2 separate regions of the Sus scrofa genome follow, and region 2 is linked to region 1. A link is a contact called in public Hi-C data. All regions are on one chromosome and are shown on one strand. Each heading gives the region's core, a stretch centred on a gene start, on an enhancer-like site or on the middle of the called end of the contact. The rest is flanking DNA. Distances are from core to core; before and after follow the strand shown. Region 1 holds the start of ARFIP1 (ADP ribosylation factor interacting protein 1). Region 2 holds the start of LOC110262137.

The links. A called contact is a pair of places that touch in the nucleus more often than the background predicts.
Region 2: a contact with region 1 is called in a Hi-C map of liver, with 11 times the contacts expected there. The contact joins the promoter of LOC110262137 here to the promoter of ARFIP1 in region 1. A contact is called at or near these places in 1 of 5 promoter capture datasets (liver), 5 of 47 Hi-C or Micro-C datasets (heart right ventricle, liver and skeletal muscle) and 1 of 2 datasets of contacts at active chromatin or transcription factors (alveolar macrophages).

Annotation. Positions count from the first base shown.
Region 1 is chr8:76,269,148-76,271,847 of Sscrofa11.1, forward strand. It overlaps ARFIP1 (ADP ribosylation factor interacting protein 1), which reads right to left and starts at 1,281. Exons shown (of 9, transcript NM_001252233.1): 1 at 1,163-1,281.
Region 2 is chr8:76,480,456-76,483,155 of Sscrofa11.1, forward strand. It overlaps LOC110262137, which reads right to left and starts at 1,424. Exons shown (of 7, transcript XR_002346729.1): 1 at 291-1,424. FBXW7 (F-box/WD repeat-containing protein 7) reads left to right here and starts at 1,572. Exons shown (of 12, transcript XM_021101502.1): 1 at 1,572-2,675.

The DNA of each region.
Region 1 (2,700 bases), core at 31-2,530:
TGACGTAGAATCTGTTGTATTCACTCTGAGACAGCAGCGATAAAATAGCCAATCCCTGCAGACTTGACACAGGAATGATTTAACGTAACCAATTCCGGCGCACGTTCCCATGCCAAAAAAGCTAATTAAATTGCAATGTGAACACACACCTGCCACACTTGCAAGTGAAAACACAAGTTCACGAGAAGTCCTGCAACTCTTCCATTTTTTCCCTTTAGAACAGAGTTAGAGAAATGACATGCTTTAATCTAGGAAAAAATGAAGGGAGGGGGACAGAAATCCTAAAAGGGGGCGGCTAAAGGATCTGCAGGAAGTGCAGACTACAAACTTTTTTGAGATCAAAGGGTTCGAGAGGGAGATAAGAAAAAAACAAAGGAAGTAATAAGTAAAAGGGAAAAGCGTCTAGAAACAGTTCTTTAAAACAAAACAAAAAAAATCCTTTTTCCTAGACACGTAAACAGTAGTAACTTGGCAAAGAGGAACGGACGAGACGCCAGCACAACTTCCTTCCCAACTCCAGCATTCCTTGGCGGTCCGCGTAAGCTGAGCAAGGCTCAGGACCTTTCACAGGCGGGGCGCCTCCCTGCACCACTGCCCGAAGAGCCTCTCGCAGGGACTACCGCGTCTCCCTCCCTCCCACTGCGGAGGAGAGAAGTGCGGGATGCGGGGAAAGGCAGAGAACCGTAAAGGCTGGACCCCCAAACCTGACGGTGGCCCACTCCGAGTGGACCCACTCCTGGATCCTGCCACCCCTTTTCCCACTCGATGCGTGCAAAACCGGGAGGGCGCCGCCCCAGGAGGGCCGGTCCTACCTCTTCACCCGGCACACGCAGGTGGGACAGAAGGGAGGAAGGGGCAGAGATCCAAGGCCGAATACCTGAGCAGAGACAGATGGCACGGACTAAGGACAGAAGTGCCCAGTGAAAGTCCGGAACTGAGAGCCCCAGCGGCAACGTGTCCCGCCCCGTCAACCCCTCCCAGCCGCCTTCCCCCGCCTCTTCCCCGCCGGCCATCTCCGCCTTCACCTGTCCGCGGAGAAGCCAGCGGTTCTCACGTCGAGTATCAGCCCTGCCTTCTGCTCTCCAGAGTTGCCTCAGCCCTGGCCCCAAGTGAGCGGAAACGCGACCTGAGCCTCCTCCTTCCTACCCTCCCCCCCACGCACCTCGGCTCCGCGGGGGCGGGGAGCAAGTGCAGCTGTCACAGCCTCACCCTGACCGACGGCCGAGGACACGCAGAGCCGCGGCCTCCCAACCCGGCCTGCAACCCCCGAGCCGAGAGCAGCGGAGCCGGAAGTGAGGGGACCGGAAGTAGCGTTGTCCGTGGCTCTGGACGGCCTCTCTCTCCCTCGATCTGGCCGGCCCAGCCGCGTCTCGATGGTGCCGGCGCACCTCCCCCAAGGCCCCCTCCACCGCCCTCCGGGAGGCGGGCCCCGCCCCTCCCTCTGCGGCCCTAGCAACCACATCCGGGACTCAGCCGGCGCCGTTGCCCGGGTAATTTTCTAGCTGCGGTGGGATCACCAAGGGGTGTGAGCGCGGGTAAAGAAGCACTTGCCAGAGTTGCAAGCTCGCGGGGAGACTCGTAGGCTGGTCTTGAGTGGTCGGAGGTCCAGAAGCCTTCAGCATCCTTTCTTTCTCACTCACACACCCCAGCCTCGGACGTTAGGCGCGCCCCCCCCCGCCCCCTCCGCGCCCCGCGCCCGGCAACAGACGGTGAGCCGGTGGCGGGAGGGTTGGAGGTTGAAGGTAGCTCACCGCCTGGCCCTCCTAGGAGAGCCAAAGCTTATTTCTCAGCTGCCGGAGAGCATATAGAAGGTTATTCCAGCCCCTTGGGGGGGGGCGGGGAGAGAATGCAGAATTTATGGAGTATAGGGGATGCGGGCGCCTGACTCTTCCTTCTTCCCCAGTGCTTGGAAGGACCCACTCTGGCCACGTCACTCACGCCCACCCCCTTCAGGAAGACCAGAACCCCTTGCCCTGCGTCCCTGAGTTCTTACGACCTGTTCTGTTTTGTGATCATTTCTGCTCTGCTCGCTCGCAGGCAGTGGATCCATGATACTTTGCTTTCCTGCTTCCCTTTCTTCATCCAGGTGACCAGTTTCTGCTAGCTTTGCTCGCCCCGTTACTTAAACAGATTACTGCCCTGCCTACAGAAACCGCTGAACAACCTTTCTTTCAGAGCCCTTTGTAGTTTCCTAAGAGGAGGCTCCAACCTGTACCTCGGATGTTCTCCCTGTCCCCAGCGCTGTATGCAGAGAAACCTGAAGCTCATTTACACACAATACAGACCCGTGATCCACCCCGCGCACATCTCCCTTCAAAGTTCTGGACTGCTTTTCCTTTGACAGCTCTTGGGTGCTCGTTTTCACCGCCATTTCACTTGCAGAAATGCTAAAGGTAACAGTACTCTCTGTGGGATCTCCCTCTCTTTAGACTTGTACTACTCACCTGCCTTGCTGCATTAATCAACAAGCCATTTTTATTGACTAAGCGCCCAAAGGCAGAACTCTGCTTCTCCAAATTGAGGGGGAGAGTTTCAGCGTAGTGAATGGTACATCCCTGTAGATATCGTCCGCATATCTGTGAACAGTAAAAACCCATGACACCACAAATGTTTCAAAAGTAAATAACAATATTTATTATCCGAGCTCTCCAGGACACCTCTGCAAAACCATAATGAAATCCTAAAACATTAATCTGTGGT
Region 2 (2,700 bases), core at 174-2,673, 210 kb after region 1:
AGGGTGGCCTAAGTGGGATAGTTACCTTGACCCTGAGAACTTTGGATGAAGGGTAGCTGGGCAGTTGCTATTTTGTGTGAGCCTCTTCTTGCGTCCGCAACATCCATCCCCCACCCCATCACTTTCTAAACAGCACTTTAATAAAATATGAGCCCTTGGAATCGCCCTATTAAAAGTTTCCCTGGCCTACTACTTGAATATGCTGGTGGCAATAGTGGCAGAAACCCGGAGCTCCCAAGGTCTGTCTCTTGCTCCTCAGCCCTTGAGGTGGAAAGACTTTTAATACCCACCACTGACGCTTCCAGAGGAGGTACGGTGTCCAGGGTCCAGAGACAGTACTGTGGAATCTGCTTCCTTTCATCCTTACTGCTTTTATCTCATTCTCACACTATGCACCAGGCCAGGTTCAAGACAGATTTCTGAGGATCTGGTCCTTTTATTTTAAAATTTCTTTGCCTAGAGAACTACGTTCAACCTGATGAGTTTTTACGTGAATTTACTTTCCAGGATAACATTTCTAGGAAAAGCTGCATAAAGAGTAATCATGTTTATCTGACACACAGGCCAACGTTTCTTGACGACGGTAATGGACAGTGATTAACAGCCAACACCAGCTCTCCCAGGCACCAAGCCACAAGCAAGACTGAGTCCTAAAAGGGAGTCGCTACTAAATTCGCCCTCTTGAAAAAGTAAAAAAACCCTTCCACAGTTCCGGGAGGATGGCTCCCCTCCCTCGTCCCGGCAATTCGCCTCCTGTTTCGCTAGACTCAGCCTGTGACTCCTCACTCAAGCCGCACCCCCACTTCCTCCGGAGGCGGGGGGACTGAGGGAAGAGGGACGCCTGACAACGCTCATCTTGACAACGCTACGCAGTCGGCAAGGCGCTTGCACTTCCGTCGGACTCCTCTGCACTCCACGAGTGAGGCATTCTTTCATTCATCAAACATTTGCTCGGCCCGACCACGCGTTATCTGGCGCTGAGTCTCGCTCCACACCGCGGAAAGGGTGGGGCGCTCGCTCCCTCCAGCAGGTGCAGCGGGCAGAGCTGTAAGATAACTTCTCGCTCAGCTGGGCTCTCCGAAGGACCGTCTGGGGGCCAAATGCCTCACCTTCGGGTGGTGCGCGCCCGACCGCAGCCGGGCGGCCCAGGCCTCCTCCTTGCTCTCCAAGGAGCAGTCACCACCTGCTCGGAAGGAAACCGCTACAGAGCACACTCTCCCCGCCGCCCTCGGGTCAGGGGTAGGATCCGGCGGCAGCTTAGGCTCCACTCGGCTCCTCCCCTTCCTCTTCTCAGTTCTGACGCGGCTGTAGAGGCGGCGGCAGCAACAGCGGCGAGTCCCGCGGCCCGAGGTGCACCCACCCGCTCTTGGAGCCCGACTTCCTCTTCCCTTGGCGCGTCATCAGCGCGCGTCCGTGGCACCCGGGGCGGGGTTGTTGGAAAGGAGGAAAGAGGCCCGCGGAGGACGGCTGCGAGCGGAAAGCGAAGGGGAGGGGGGGAGGGAGCGGTTGCTAGGTGACTTACGTCATTGCTCCGCGCCGCTCTCCTCCCGCCCCTCTCTCTGGAGTGAGGCGAGAGCCCCGCACTGAGCGAGCGAGACAGCGAGCTGAGCCCCGGGCGCTACAGCCGCCGCTGCCGTGATCGTGAGCGCGAGAGAGCCTCCGAGGGACCCGGCCTCCGTGCCCTGGCCACCGCCGAGACCTCCGCCCTAGCCGGGGCCATCGGGAGCCGCCGCCACCCCTCTTCTCCCCCCCTCACCTTTCCGGCCGGCAGCAGCGGCTGCACACGCCGGAGCCCGAGCCCAAGCCGGAGCCGGTGGCTGGGGGGCAGGGAGGCGGCTGCCTCTGGCCGGGACTAGCCAGCCGCTCCGTGGTGAGAGGACGCTGAGGAGGGGCCGGAGCTTCTGTCTCGTCCTGGGGCGCGGGGCGAGGACCCCCAAGGTGGAGGGAGGGGGTCCCAGCCGCAGCGACACATGCGGGAGCCGGGAGCGGGGGCGGCGCCGAGCGGAGCCGGCCGGGTCCCCCACCTCGCCGCCGCGTCGGCCACCCGCCCGGGGCCGTAGCATCCCGCCTCGGAGTGTATGAGCCGGGCCCCCCAGCTCGGCAGCCACCCCCCGGCCGGGGGGGCGGGGACCCCGATGTGAAGCGGCGGCCGGGGCGGCGGGGACAGCAGGACCGGCGCCGCCGTCCTTCCCTTCCCTCCCCCCTCCCCTCCGCCCCCTCGGGGGGCTTCTCCCTCGGCCCGTCGCCGGCCCCCCGGCTCCTCGGCAGGACTCCAGGAGGAGTTCTTAGAGCCCCCTCCCCAGCCCCAGCCCCGAGGGCGGCGGGGCCGGGGGGGACCCGGGGGGCCGGCCGCAGTCTCCGCCCAGAGTAAACTTTTTAAAAACCAAATCGGGAGCCTCCCGAACGTGACTGTCCGGGGAGAAGTGGCCCAGGACGGGCAGAAGACCCAGCCTGAAGAGACGCAGGAAGAGGAAAAAACAGAGGTAAACGGGGCCACCGCTGCCGCCGCCTCTGCCCCGGTGGCGCGGAAGAGAGACCCGGGTGGCTGCCCGGCTTCGCGATCCCAGCCCCGCTTCTTACTCTGTAAGGCGCCGGAGCCTGCTCAACTGCCCTATCGGTCCCGAGGAGGAAGAGAACCAGCTCACTTGGTCAGCGCCCCGGCTCATCTCTAAAGTGTGAGTGGCCCGGGAAAGGGAAAGG